Linked DNA regions of Oryctolagus cuniculus: region 1 is linked to region 2. Evidence: chromatin contacts called from public Micro-C data. All regions are on one chromosome and are shown on one strand. Each heading gives the region's core, a stretch centred on a gene start, on an enhancer-like site or on the middle of the called end of the contact. The rest is flanking DNA. Distances are from core to core; before and after follow the strand shown. Region 1 holds the start of BHLHE40 (basic helix-loop-helix family member e40). Region 2 has its middle 32 kb from the start of BHLHE40.

Evidence for each region. A called contact is a pair of places that touch in the nucleus more often than the background predicts.
Region 1: a contact with region 2 is called in a Micro-C map of ear pinna, with 6 times the contacts expected there. The contact joins the promoter of BHLHE40 here to the enhancer-like site in region 2. A contact is called at or near these places in 5 of 6 Hi-C or Micro-C datasets (ear pinna, liver, psoas muscle and 2 more).

Annotation. Positions count from the first base shown.
Region 1 is chr10:120,809,769-120,816,955 of mOryCun1.1, forward strand. BHLHE40 (basic helix-loop-helix family member e40) reads right to left here and starts at 4,621. Exons shown (of 5, transcript XM_051831914.2): 1 at 4,307-4,621; 2 at 4,115-4,184; 3 at 3,778-3,885; 4 at 2,772-2,895; 5 at 1-1,281. The coding sequence starts at 4,386. The coding sequence ends at 422. LOC138843991 (a long non-coding RNA gene) reads left to right here and starts at 3,781. Exons shown (of 2, transcript XR_011379285.1): 1 at 3,781-3,906.
Region 2 is chr10:120,778,301-120,785,877 of mOryCun1.1, forward strand. No RefSeq gene overlaps it. Among named protein-coding and RNA genes, the nearest start is that of BHLHE40, 32 kb to the right of the region's middle. Within about 2 kb of position 2,376, at least 3 of the 8 cell types and tissues checked have an H3K27ac peak or open chromatin away from gene starts, as enhancers often do. A contact at or near this core is called in ear pinna, where this site is marked.

The sequences.
Region 1 (7,187 bases), core at 3,371-5,870, 34 kb after region 2:
CACGTCGGCAGTAAGGGGAGAAGGGTGGGGTCCCGGCAGCTGGCTCGGAGCCGCACTCTGGAGAGCCCTGTGCAAAGTACCTTTTCCTCCAGGCCACAGACCCGGCTCCCACACTGAGGCGTGACTCACGGCGCAGGCACCCCGCTCCCCAAACCCTGTGTGATCCGTCTGCAAGGGGGCTGCCCTCCCCGAAGTCTGCCCCAAGCCCCTCCACTCCAGGTAGCGAGTGCCCGTCCCGCCTGCACCATGGGGGCATCCACACGCGGGCCCACACTTGTGCACACGCTCACCCCGAATCCACTCTGCACTCCAGAGGCCCCCAGCACACACGCGGGGGCTCGCCGTGCTCACAGACGGGACGAGTTCTGTGTTTTGGGAGGCAGGGAGGAGGGATGGCGAAGCGGTGGGATCCCGTCGGGGGTCAGTCTTTGGTTTCCAGGTTTAAAGGGGGGATCTGCTTCAGAGCTTGTAGTAGGGCGGAAGAGTCGACAGGGTGGGCTGGCAGGGGCGAGGGGAGTCTCTGGGGCAGCAGCAAGGGTGCCGGGAGCTTGTCGGGGTTCACGAAGCTGGAGAGGGCGGCGGCAGAGGCGTTGAGGCCGGGGTACAACACGGGCACGGAGGTGGGGTACCAGCACTTCTCTAGCATGGGCAGGTAGGCGGTTGCCGACGGGGGGATCAGGTAGAAGGGCAGGCAGAAGGGCGGCTGGTGCGGGTGGGGGCCCAGGAACGGGGAGCCCAGGAGGTCCCCGCCCACGAAGGGGCCCTCATCGTCCGATGACGGCAGCAGGCGGCTCTTCTTGGCGGGGGGCTCCTCTGACTCCTGCTTAATGGTGCCGACCCGCTCCGCCGCGGCGAGCCTGCGTCCGTGGTGACCACTCCTCAAGTGCGGCTGCTCCCCGCGCAGGTCGCCCTTCTCCGACTCTCCCCCGTAGCCGCTGTCCGTGTCAGTGTCGCTGCCACTCTGCTCGCCACTCGATGGCGCGAAAGTCCGCTGGATGACGGGTACGCAGTTCTTGCCGGGGCCTTCCGAGCCTCTGGCCAGGGACCCTGGCTTCTCCTTGAAGTCCACGGCTTTGGGAGCCGGGTCTGCCGGCTTCCTAGCGGTCCCGCCCTGCAGCAGCTCGGAGACCACGCGGTGCAGGTGCGCCACGAGCTGCGAGGACCTCAGGTCCCGGCTGTGCTCGTGTTTGGCCAGGTACTGCAGCACCTCCCGGGCACACGTCTGGAAACCCGAGCAGAACATCTCCTGGCCGGCTTCGACAGTCCGCCCCGACAGCTCACCTGGGGGAAAACACCCAGAGGGAGACGTTTCAGAAGGCCCCGGGGTGTCCCGGGGCACCCACGCGCCAACCACCGGGGGCTTTCCTCAGGGTTTAACGCAGCACCTGCTCACGTGGGTTCCCACCTCCCAGAGTAACGTGCTCAAAGGAAAATTACACTAAAAAAAGAATACAGGGGCCAGAGCTGCGGTGCAGCAGGCTAAGCCCCCGCCTGAGGCGCCAGCAGCCCATCCTGGCTGCTGCTCTTCCGATCCAGCTCTCTGCTGTGGCCTGGGAAAGCAGTGCAAGATGGCCCAAATGCTTGGGCCCCTGCACCCACATGGGAGTCCCGGAAGAAGCTCCTAGCTCCTGATCCATTTCGGATAGGCTCTGGCCATTGGGGTCATTTGGGGAGTGAACCAGTGGATGGAAGATCTTTTTCTCTCTCTCTCTCTGTAACTCTACCTCTCAAGTAAATAATAAAAAAAAAAAATCTTAAAAAAAAGAACAGAGTAAAAATGACCCACAATGCTGCCACCCAGAGACACAACGTGATTTTTAATGTCCACAGAACTCCCCATCACAGAAATGGGCCGTGATTAACAGGGCCAGACTACACCTTCTCCGGCTGAGTTGGCAGGTTGTGCCCAAGTTTGCACTGTGACACGGCAGTCAACGTTAGTTTACAAACCTAAGGGCCAGTTTACAGAACGCCAATATCATCGTAGCAAAATGCAGACCAGAGTTACGACAGGAAGCAAAGAACGAAGGCGCACCGTCTCCTACAGGAAGCTGACACCCAACGCAAGCAGCACGCACGTAAACTCAGACTTGGCTCTGAGTCTCCCCATGTATTTTATTCATGCTCCCCCAGGAAGCAGGTGCGTCACTTTTGCATTTGAAGAGATTATAGCCCCTACTGGGTCTGGGGGATTCTTATGATCCCAGCCTCGGAAAGCAAGGCACAGAAGTGCGCCATGAGGGAGTGGGCCCAGGCGGCGTCCCCAGGCCACAGGGTTTGGAAGCAGTCAGACTGGAAGGTTGGAAGGTGACGGATTCTCTGGAAGTCAGTACAAACGAATGATGAAACTGCAGCGGTTTCGTTAGATTGTGCAATATCCCACGATACCTGGTGGCTATTCAAGGAACCACATGAAGCACAAGAAAAACTTCTGCTGTGGCCTGGCCAGGATCACGCCAGGAGGGGGAAGCCAGCAAACAGGCAAACACGGAGGGCATCCCCGTGATCTACTCCCCAGTGAGGGAGACGACGGCGAAACACCCGCCATGCAAATTCTAGGTGTCCTGGCATTTGCAAAGGCACTGGGGGAAATCTCCCGGAACTGGCTCTGAAGCCAAAATGTCACAGAAACATCTTATCACTCGACTGATCCACATGCACGCCGGGCAGCACCCAGCGAGAAGCCTGACCTTTGAGGACAGGGAAGGGGCACACGCAGTTTGCCGCGGGCGTGGGTCCTGCACCCCAGGCTGAGCCCCGGGGGCACTCACCGGCCTGTAGCCCGCTCTGCAGGGCCATGATCTGCTGCTGCTGCTGGTCGATCAGGCTGGTCAGTGCCTTCACGTGCTTCAGGGTCAGCTCCAGCACCACCGCCTTCTCCAAGTGGCCCAAAGTCTGAAATTAAGAGAGGGGTCGGCGGTGAGGGCGCGAAGTCCCCACTCTGGGACATTTACGAGCAGTGGGAAATGTCTCTGAAGGAAGTGAAAGAAAAAAAAAACCTTTCCTCGTTGGCTAAATTTAGTTTTATGGCCGTAGATCGAGGCTTCACAAAGACATCTATCAGTCCACTCACAGCCCCACCATCGGAGCAAAGATCCCACAGCAGAGGCATTCTGGAAGTGGCAGCTACCCGGGACACATTCCCCCAGCAGCCGCAGCTGACCTTAGCGCGGGGGGACCGGCGGATAGCATTTCCCTGCAGCGGTGTCGCCCGGGCAGGGACTCCTGCACCTGGCAGCCAGGACACTTTCGGAGGCTTTTTCCTGACACCCTAGAACCATCCAAGCTTTTCCCTCCCTCCTTTTCCCAACCGAAGGCTGTCGGGCCAGAAGGCTGTTGGCTACGGTCCAGCCGGGACAGGATGGAGAAATCACACAAGTCCCTTTATTTTTAAAAAAAGGCAAAGAAAGGAAAGAAAGTTTAAAGAAAAACAATTTTTTTTGCATGTTGTCCCGTTGCTCCTTTTAGGCAGGAAATATGGAGAACCTTGCAAGTACGCAGCAGGCCGTCTTCAACTTTATAAAAAGTAAGGCCGGCTGGTGTTGGGGGCCCACGTGGGTGGAGAGCTCCGGGAGGGTCTCCCTTCCTCTGCGAGGAGCTGCCAGAAAATCCCAGGGACAGAGCAAGGCGCCCCCCCTCCGCCCGCTCGGAGTCCCCCGGCCAGCTCGGAGTGGGCCTGCGGGCCGCAGTTCCTCGCGGGGCCTGCAGGCGGCGAGTGACCCCCGCCCGCGCCGGGGCAGCGGAGCGCGGCTGGAGAGGCGCCAGCTTCTCGCTTACTGTAAGTTTGAGATGTTCGGGCAGCAGGTCCTTGAGCTGCGCGATGCACTCGTTAATCCGGTCACGTCTCTTTTTCTCGATGAGCCGGTGCGGCAGTTTGTAGGTCTCCTGCGAGGCGCACGGGGGGCGGTGAGTGCGGGGGGCCGGGGTGCGCAGCCCCCCCTGCTCGCCGCTCGGGGACGAGTCGGCGGGCCAGCAGCGCCTCGCCCGGGACCGCCTTCTACCCCGAGCTTCCCACGCCGCTCTGCGGCCGCCCCGCGCCCACCCCTCGCCAGCCCCACAGCCAGAAAACTTTCCCTGGGGAGCCGGGACGCGGGGTCCCCGCGGAGGCGCTCACCTTGCTGTCCTCTCCGCGCTTGATTCCCCGCCTGGACTTGTACACTTGGTACATGTGGGCGAAATCCATCCTGCAGGGAGAGGGACCGGGGTGCGGGGCGGGGGTCGTGACTCGGCCTGAGCGCGGGCTGCCGTTCCACGCTGAACGCGGTGCGGGACGCGCCGCGGCCCGGGGAGGGGAGCGCCTGCTTACCCCGCGAGGTCTCCGTGCTCCAGCCCCGGCGCCTTCGGCAGGCAGGCAGGGGGCGGCTGCGCGCTGGGGATCCGCTCCATGGCGCGGCGAGCCGGGGCCACTGCGCGCTGCTGTCCGGGTGAGGACCGTCCCGGGAGGGGCGAGGGGCGAGGGGCGAGGGGGTCTCTCCGCGGGGCTCCTCCGAGACTGCGCTGCGCTGCTGGGGGCCGCGGCTCGGAGGTGCTGCTTCAGTTGGGGGCGTGCATGGCCGGGGTCTCCGCCGCCGGCTCCGGCTCCGCGCGCTCCCGGTGCGGTCTGCGCCGCGCGAGCCGAGTGAATGAGACGCGGGGCGGGCGGGGAGGCGGCAGGCGGCGGGGGGGCGAGCGCGGAGTAATGGAGAGGCCGCGGGCTGGGTTAAATGGGAGCGAGTGGGTGGGTTGGAGCTACGTGTTCTACCCTGTGACTCCAGGCACGTCTGGCCGCTGCCGGGGAGGGAAGGAGCGCCCTGCCCGCCCTCCCCCGCCGTCGTCACATGAGTCTCACGTGTCGGACAGCGCTCGGCGGCCGCGAGGGAGCCCCCTCCCCCCGGCCCGGCCCTGGCCCCCAGGTGTCCGCGGCTGCGGCCGGCCTTCCGCGAAGAGGGGGCGGCGGCGCGGCCGGGTCGTGCCCGGCCGGGTGGGGGGCGCGCAGGCTAGGAGCGGGGGGAGGGGTTGGCAACGTGGGCGAACCTGCCCCAGGGAAATGAAGTAAGTTCCCGTCTCCTGGGAGGGGACGGGGGAGGGCGGATCCGCCCGCGTCTGACTCAAGCCGGGAGAGGAATATCCCCTCGCTCGCAGCAGCCCGGCCGTCTTCCTCCTCCCCCGCCTGGCCCGCGGCGAGCAGCCGGCGCGCAGCGGCGGGGAGTCGCCCGGCCCCCGGCCCGGGGTTTCTTTCCGTCCCGCGTCCCTGCCCCCACCGCTCGGCGCTGCGTCCAGGAATTGCCCGCCTTGGGGAGGAACCGAGGGCGGGGCGGATGTCACCCCATGGGAAGCTGGCGAGCGGCCAGGCGCGGGGGCAGCCGAGGCCGCCGCCGAGCACGCCGCGCGCACCTGACCCGCGAGGGTGTGAGCCGCGCGCCCCTGGCTGCCCGGGAGCCCCGCTCGGGGCCACGGCCCGCGGGCGCGCACCCCCTGCCTCCGGGGGCCCGCGCCCTGCTGGCCGAGCGCGGAAGGGCCCCCGGCGCGGTGCCCGCCTGCCCTCCCTCCGCGCGCCCCGGTCGCCTCCCTGCCGGCTGTGGCGTTATACAACCGCGGCGGCGGCGGCCCTGGCGCTTCACGTGGCTCAGCGACGACCGCGCCCTGCGCTGGGTCGGGGACCGGGCCGGGACGCGGCGTCCGGGCGCCAGGAGCCTCGCGCAGCCCCCCGGCCCTCGCCGGGAGGTCCCAGCGGCCACTTGGGGAACGCGGCTGCGTGGAGTCCGCTGCCCTGGGCCACGGTCGTGCGGGTGCCCGGAGACGCGTGCGGAGCTTACACCCAAACCCTGCCCTTGACTGTACGGGCACCTGCGGGAAGGGGCCAGGCGGGCGCGCGAGGAGGAAGTTACCTCGGGACCACCCGGGGAGAGGAAAGAGAAAGTCAAGAAGTTATTTCTGTGTTTTTGTTTCATATTTTTAATGCCGGCCAAGTTGCCTGGGAGGAGGAAGCGGCGTGGGCGTGGGGGAGCCGAGCGGCCCCTGGAGCGCGGGGCGGAAAGACCCGCAGCTGCAGTGCGGGGCGCGCAGAGCCGGGGGCGGCCGGCGGAAATTCGTGGCTGCCCGGCGCCGGCGGGGGCGTCCGAGCGGCCTCTGCGCCGCCCCGCGCCGCACGTGGACAGGCGACTGCGCCACTGCCACCCTCGGCAGTCGCAGAGCGGCGCCCCGGGGTCGCCGGCGGCGCGGCCCTGGACAACCTGAAGAGCCGGATGCGTGCGCTGGCTCCGCTGGAGGCGTCCTGCGCTTCCTCCGGGCGGCCCCTGGGGGCTCGCGCTGCCCTGGCCCTGGCGTCCAGCTGGCCAGCGCGTGTGAGAAACGCCTGCTCCCTCCTCCTCTTCCTCCCTCCCCCACCCCCGGCCAAATGCGGCTGAGGGAGCGGGGCAGGCTGGAGCCCCGGGTGCGCGCTCTAGCGTGGCCACTCCGTGCTGCGTGGGAGCCGCGGTCCACCGGGAAAAGCCGCGCCCCGCGCCCGCCGCCGGCTGGTCGCGGTTGCGCCACGTTTTACCCTCACCTGGGCTACAGGTGCGAGCACCAGGACGCACATGCGCACTCCTCCTGGCTTCCAAGTGTGCTCGCCAGCTGCAGGACTGCCCCATCCTGCCCAGATTCTACCGTGTCCATGTTAGGAGAGCCTGCTCTGCGCACAGCTCACGGCTGCTTTCAGAATCAACCCAGAAGAGTCCCTGCGCCGTGGGGCCGCGTCCCGCTGGCCGCTTCTGTGGTCAGCTGTTGGGTGCTGACTTTGGACTGGCTGTCAGAGGGGAGCTGAGAACTCCGCGTGTGGCTGTTCGCTTACTGCTCCGCCGCTCTTGACGGAAGGCGCTAGCATGAGCTCCATTTACCCGATCTGGGTCCTGGAGGGGGCATTACGCACCCTCCCCGGGAAATCGCTGCTTAGGGAGTTACGTAATCTGCCCCGGCTGCAGTAGTGTGGGACGAGATATGGGGCAAAACCCCACGATCGCTGGACTCCAAACCTGGCTCTCCTGAACCCTTTCTGTGGGTGCCTGGTGGAGTTGTATGGGTCCTGCACGGCTCAGCTCCTGGGGGCGCCCTTGGCTTTGCAGCCTCTGTGAGAGCGCCCCCTGGAGGTGTGCAGTGCAACCCTGCGCGCTGCGCTGGGTGGGCATTGCCGCCCTGTTGTAGCCATCTGCTCTGGGTTGTCTTCTCAG
Region 2 (7,577 bases), core at 1,126-3,625:
GGCTCTCTCTGCACCTCTGCCTCGGCAGTGTCCCAGTGTGCAGAGGCCGCAGGGTCACCACCAACTTAAACATGATGCTGAGCGGACAGGTGGCGTGCTGGCATGGCAGGCGGTGGCTTACCCCGCTGCGCCCCATGCAAACCTCAAGTGAAGCCATGAAGCAGTGGCCTTGGGGCAGCCCTGCACAACGGCTCAGCACCTCACCCTGGGGTCTCTGCTGGGGTCTTGCCTACCCCCTGGAAATGTCAAAATCCCCGAAGGCCGCACTGACCTCCCCAGGCAGTGGCTGGGTTGTGGTGGTGTCGTCCTAGCCAATGGCAGGGTCTTATGCCCGTCCCGAGTGCCCCCTGCCCCTCCCTGCAGGGGGCTGGCAGCCTCCGACTGCTGGGCTCCCACGCCAGGTGCTGGAACACAGCCTCCTCTGCTGCTCCCTCAGCGCCTGCACAAACTCCCTGGCCTCCAGGAGGGGCAGTCCCTGCCCCCACCCCTGCCTCAGTAGCCAGAAGCTACTTCCTGTCCCCCTTCCTCAGGCCCCAGCCTCTTCCCAGGTTCCCGCCGCCCACCTCCAGGGCCCGTGTTCTGACCCTGTTTCCCAAACGTCTCTCACTGCCTGCTCCTTTGAACCTGTGGCTGACAACACAGCCGTTCCTCACGCACAACCTTCCCCAGATGCACAACACGGGCGTTCAGTCCGGTGTGGCGGCCACACGTTCAAGTGCAGAACCAGGGCCCCACTGAGCCGGGCAAGGCAGCTCCTGCCACCAGAGGCCACTGGCGTTTGAGTCTGCGCTCCCTTCTGTGGCCCAGGCGGGACGTCAGCCCCCCTTCTGCCCTTCTGTGAGTGGAAAGACCTGGTTAGAAATTCATTTTTCCACTGATGTCAATGCTGCTGTCACTCCGATTTAGACAGCAGAAGCGGCTACAAGTAGTTTGGTTTTAAATATATTTTCCAACCCACGGCAAAAACGCCATGTGTCATATTTACAGTCCTCCCCCCGCCCCCCGCCCCAGCTTTTCATGACAATTGCAGTTCCCACCACTGAGCTACCCACCGGGCGCTCTGCGACCCGGGGATGATGCTCGCTGAGTCAGCAAAGACCTAGCTGGCACCCTGTCTTCATAGAGCAGTTTCCAGCAGCCTGGCCCCTGGCCCCAGTCACAGAGCAGCTTTTTAAGTTCCAGTTAGAAACTTGGTACCTGTGATCCAAGGCAGCCTCTGACACCGTTTTTCTTACATCTCCCAGCTGTTATCAGGGAACCCCGATTTTGCCAACCCCCAGCAGCCATCTGCTTTGCCTTCCCCTGAGGGGGTCCCAGGCCTGCAACAGGACCCAGGGCACAGCGGCGTCTAGGGTGTCCCTAAGACTGTGGCTTGCCTTGTCCAGCAGCTGGTGGGAGCAGTCTCAGCTCCAGCCCAGGCACGGGACCCGCCCTTCTGCAGACTCCCAAGTGATCGACAGCACAGGCAAAGGAGAGCAAGGTCCTGTCCTCAGTGGACCAGCCACAGGGCGAGACCACCACGGGGAGGCCACGTCTCACTCAGCCACGGCCCAGAGCTTCTGGTCTGGCCGGTTATCTCTACGGGTCTTCACCCACTAGAAATCAGCGCCAAAAGATGTAGAACTCCTGCAGAACAATAATCCCGGATGCAGTAACATGCAGTCGTGCCAACAGCTCCATTTTCACAAGCAAGCAAGCCAGGCCTTGCTCTCCACCACCACCACCACCACCACCACCACCGTGTGCTTCCTTCAGCCCCAGCCTGAGGTCTGCCGGCCAAGCTGCTGTGCTGGGGGAGGCCCACTCCGCCTCGGCCCCTCGGGACATGAGGTGACGCCACAGCCCCCTCCCCAAGGGCGGCTCTGGGGCGCACCTGGAAGCGGCGCGGGGCGCGGGGCGGCAGGAGACCTGGCAGGTGCGGGCCCGCCGCGCACCTCTCGCTGCTCCGCGCCGGCCCCGACGCGGTCCTGGGGTGGCTGCGGGACTCCTGGCCCTGTCTGAGGCTCGGTGTCCCCGTCTGCTCTGCGGGGAGAGGACCCTGCCGGCAACCCAGTCCCGCCCTCCCAGGTCTTCCGGAGGGCCCGGGAGCAGTTTAGGAGCCGGCCTCTGCGCTGCCCAGCAGAGGGCGATAGAGACCACCGCGGCGGCGCCAGGAGCGGGGGCGGACTCTGGGGGCGGTGGCACCAGGGACCCCGCACAGCCAGCGCCGTCCCGAGGGCGCAGGGCGCTCGGGCAGGAGCGGCCCTGGTGCGGGCAGACGCATTTCGCCCGGGGCGTGTAGGCGGGAGCCGCCCCGATCTGCCAGCCCCCGCGGGGAGAGCCGGGTGGGGCGGCCGGAAGGGGACAGGACGCAGCCGAGGAGCCCTGCGCCCGTCTGGGCGGCTGCGGGGGTCCCTTAACGGGACGACCCTCCCCACCCACCTCCGTTGCCACGGCGACGGTCGGCGGCCCTGGCGGTGACCCGGGCACTGCCCGCTCGGGAACCCACCGGCTCCCTGGTGCGGCCCGAGGAGCCCACGCGTGCGGACTGCGCCCTGGGGCGCCCTGCACGCCGCCGGATGCGGCTATCCGCGTGCGAAAGCGCCCTTTGCGGGGGGGGGGGGGTTGGCGCTTAAAAAAAACCCTGGGGGGGGGCGGGGGCCGCAGAGCCGAGGCCTGAGGCAGGGCCGCTCCGGTGTGCGCTCAGCGGGGTCTCGCCATCACCTGGTGAGGCTGCAGCGCTCTCCCTCTTACCCAGAATGTGAGACAGCTGCGAAGTGAACCCGGGTCTGACTCCTGAGCCATCACCCTGACCCTGGCCATCACCAGGCAACCTCAGCGGAGTGGCGGCGGCCCCTGCGCCCACTGGCCGTGTCCTCGGGAATTCACGGCATCTGAAAGTACTAGGGAAGGGTCGTTTTCTCTTCGAGGGAGAAAAACGAAGTCAGCAGCGTCAGGGGAGGGGTTCTTGTGGGGCACTCGTGGATTCCCACACCTTCCTTCCCCGGGATGGGATCTCATCCACAGGCACCCCCAGAGGCGGTCAGAATTGGCAGGGCAGCCCCAGCGTACAGGTGAGCGGTTTGAGCCCTGCAGAGAAGCCATGGCCACTGCTGCAGACGGAAGGGGCCAGAGGTCGCCCAGCCACCCTCACAGGAACGCTGCACGTGCCCCAAGAACTTCATTCAGCCTCGGGAAGGTGCAGGTCCGACACCTGCGCGTCCGGGGTGGGATGAGCAGGCTCACAGGATGGTGCAGGACAGAGACCTGGAACAGACCAGGGCTGGGGTGGAGGAGGGCTCCTGGGCCAGCAGAGATGGCTGGGGAATTCGTATCTGACGGGTGCAGGATTTCTGTTTGGGATGACGGACGCCTCAGAATCTGGAGAGACAGGTGTCGAGAGTGGTTTAAGTGGTAAATCTTGTGCGACATGCTTTCCCACGAGGAGAAGAAATTTCTTGGGAACAGAGACACCTGCGAGCCTTCTAAAGCATGGCTACCTTAGCCGGCGGCCATAGCTTGGCGGTGCCCAGGGAGGGGGGTTGCCGGCACTTGAAAGACAGCGTCACACCTGTAAAAATAGCTCCGAATCGTGTGTGTTCACTAAACGCAGGAGACTGGTATTCCCCACAGGTGTTCCAAATGAGCAAGATCTGGCCTGGGCAGGTGAGTCACGTCACCTCGGGGTGGTGCCAGCCCCAGGGCTGGAGGCGGCCAGGTCACCAGCTGCTTAGCTGGAGGTCTTGCTGCTCCGCTGCCAGTTCGGTGGGAGACATTCCTGCAGATGACTCAGCGACTCGGCACCCTCAGCACCGGGGCTTCTGACGGCCCGGCGACCACAGCTGACGCCCGGTGGAGACCCGCAGGCCCAGTCACGGTCTGTCAGTCTGTCGGCCTGTCGGCAGGACGAGGAAGCCGGGCCTCCCGGGGAAGGCAGGCAGGCGGGGGAGCGCGTGCAGCAGGAAGAATGTGAAGTATCTGAGAGGTGGTGGAATGGCTCTTATCTGGTCATCTGCACACAACCCCGGAGCCCAGCGCGGAAAAGGGACACTAAATGCTTGTGGAGTGATTATTCCTCTGGAGGCCCAGATGATGAGTGAAAGAAGCGTATTCTTAGCCTCACTGTCTCTGCTTTTCTCAAAGGGGCGTCAGCAGGCTGGCGCCATGGCTCACTTGGCTAATCCTCCGCCTGCGGCGCTGGCACCCCAGGTTCTAGTCCCGGTTGCTCTTCTTCCAGTCCAGCTCTCTGCTGTGGCCCGGGAAGGCAGTGGAGGATGGCCCAAGTGCTTGGGCCCTGCACCCGCGTGGGAGACCAGGAGAAGCACCTGGCTTCTGGCTTCGGATCAGATCAGCGTGCTGGCCGCAGCACGCTGGCTGTAGCGGCCATTTGTGGGGTGAACCAACAGAAGGAAGACCTTTCTCTCTGTCTCTCTCTCACTGTCTAACTCTGCCTGTCAAAAAAAAAAAAAAAAAAGGAGGGGGAGGCATCAGCACCTGCCTTGTGGTGCAGTGGGTTAAGCCCTGACCTGTGCCCCTGGCATCCCTGGCATCCCATAGGGGCACCGCTTCAAGTCCTGGTTGCTCCACTTCTGACCCAGCTCCCTGCTGACGTGCCAGGGAAAGCAGCAGGTGATGGCCCAAGTGCTTGAGCCCCTGCCACCCACATGGGAGACCCAGAAGCAGTTCCAGGCTGCTGGTTTTGGCCTGACTCAGCCCCGGCTGTTGTGGCCATTTGGAGAGCAAACCAGCAGAAGAAAGATCTTCCATATTTCTTTTATTTATTTGAAAGAGAGTTACAGAGACACAGAGGTCTTCTATCTGCTGGTTTACTCCCAAAATGGCTGCAACAGCCAGAACTCAGTGGATCCGAAGCCGGCAGCCAGGAGCTGCTTCTGGGTCTCCATGTGGGTGCAGGGGCCCAAGGACTTGGATCATCCTCTGCTGCTTTCCCAGGTGCACTAGCAGTGAGCTGTATGGGAAGTGGAGCGGCCAGGACTCTAACTGACGCCCATATGGAATACTGGCACTGCAGGCTGGGGCTTTAACCAGCTGCACCACAGTGCTGGCCCCCAAATTAATACATCTTGAAAAAAAATTGAAGTTTGATAGGTTTTGTGGACTTGCCACTGATTTTGTGTGGACAATGGTGATACCGATACCAGGAAGGTGACGCTGCTGCTGGGAGCCAGGTCGTGAGTCAGCAGTAGTGTGACCGTTTCTGGACACATTTGCACACTCATTCAGCCGTTGTTAGCAGAGGTGAGCACGTATGAGATGAAAGGAAGCGAGAAAGAGAAAGTATTTGTTTTATTTGTTTTGCCTTTTTCTCTTTAATCTCTATACTGTTGAGTCAATCTGGTGTGGTTTAAGATACAAGAACCTGGTATCAGACAAGCCTTGAATTAGTCAGTAGACACTCCTGGTTGCAAGACAGAAAATGGATTCAGTGAACTAGTGGGGAAATGCATATACAGCTCACGGCTTCAGGCACAGCCCTATCCAGGTGCCCAAGGGATCGCGTTGGGGATTTGTTGCTCTTTACCTGTTGGCTCTGCCTCCTGGCCTGGCTGACACCCTCCTGAGAAAGAAAGCTCCCTCCCCTACACAAATACCAGGGTTGACTGTGGCCTGGCTTCGGGCTGGGGCTGGCGTGAAAGCCATGGGAACCTCGCAGGCTGACGGCGGGCGAGACAGGTGCTGTTTGCAGCAGGGAGGGGAGGTTGCTGGGCAGGCACAAACAGCAGGTGTCCCTCCCAGCAGTGAACGGGCCTGCCGCAGGGAAGGTGGACGGGTTTTCACACCACTTTCCTGATCCCTCACTCCTGGGTGAGTCAGCCCCGGCGGAATGCGTGCGCTGTGTGGCCTCGGGCCGGCCACTCAGAGGCGACAGTGCGTGAGCAGCAGGGTTTCCAGCCCTAGGCACAGCCACGTGTTCCATGTGTGTCCCACCTACTCCACAGCCTGCGAGAGCAAGCGCTGTCTCCGTCTCACGGGGAGGAAGCTGAAAGCAGACAGAGTGACCTGCCCAAGGTCTAGGACACTGACTCCAGTGGCCTTTCTGGGCCTCAGTCTTGCTGCCTGCAGAATGGACAGAAGCGGGTGGGAGCAGAAGAGGAGGCCAAGCACCAACAGGCGGGGAAGCGCCCCAGTGCAGCCCCGGCTCCCGCCCCTTCTGTCTGGAGGATTCAGCAGGTCCTGGCTTTCGTCTCTTGACCCCTCCCCTCCCTTCTCCCTGGGCGGGGGTGCCCCTGAGTCACCCTGCTGGACTCTGGATCTTTGGTGAAGCCTCCCCCTGCTGGGGATGACCTGCTACCCCCAGGGTGACCTCCAGCCGTGACCCCCGTCCCAGCACCCACTTGACCGGCACCATGGGGCTCACTGGGAGGCAGAAACTGGGGCAAGTGGGATTCTGGGACACCACCCCAACCCCTGTGGAGCTCTGCCGAGAACTTTTCCTGATTGGTTTGTTTTGCCCGTGTCCGGGCGCAGGGGCACCCTTTGTCTCAAGGCTGTGGCTGCAGCCCGGCCTGACCTCTGTCTCACCCCTGCCCGCCCGCCTGCCCGCCCGGGGGAGCCGCCCAGGTCCTGATGAAAGGCAGAGGAAGTGAGTGCCAGGCTAAGCCTGGGGTTTGCCGACAAACACCTTCCCCTTTGACGTGTTGGGACTGGAAACCAGGGGAGCTGGTGCAAAGGCAGAGCTGGCTTCCCCAGCCCTGGGCAGCAGCAGGGGCCGGGCAGCCCTGCCGAGGGAGGGAGCTCACAAAACACTGACCCTGCAGCTCCCTCAGGAGAATTTTTCTCGAGTGACCTAAGCCTAGGAGCGAGAGGTCCACACGGCTGCGCGCGCACTGTCCTGGCTGCTGGACGCGTGTGAGACAGGCTAGGGGGTTCTGCACACACCCAGATCCTCTGCTTGAGAGGGGGTCCTCACCCCAGGCTGTCACTGGACTCGGGGTCTCCCCATGGGGCGGCATCCCGGGCCCAGGGCCTCAGCCTGTAGAAAGTCAAACTGTGGGGTGCCTGGGGAGCTCAGGGGGTGCTGTGGCCAGAGAAGAAGGGGGCAGGGGGTGAGTGCCCATCCCAGCCCGGAGAAGGAGTGTGAACAGCCCCCTTACACAGGTGGGAAGACTCATGGGAGTCTGCTCACTGACCTGCCCACACCCACACACCCTGGCTTCCTGGCCCGGCACCCTCACGCTTGAACGGGCACGGGCTAAGCCGCGGAGCCTCTGAACCTGCAGATCTGCGCGCGGCAGGGCCGGGGCTGGCCGTGGGGGCCCCGGTGCGGCCAAGGCGCTGTGCTGGCCCTGGCTCTGGTTTCCGGCTGTCTCTGATGTGCTGGGGAGAGCCACGCCCAGTGGGCTGGAGCCCCAAACTGTAAGAGACTCACCAGATTTTGAAGATTTTTTGTCAGACTAAAAGAATATGAAGCATGTCTTTCATACCTTTTTATATGAATTATGCGTCGAAACGATAATGTGTGGGAGCAAAATGAAATACATTAAAAAATGGTTTCCTGCATCTTTACTTTTTTTAATGTGGCTAGTAGAAAATGTAAAATTCTGCGTGTGGTTTGCTTTTACATAGTTTGTGAGCAG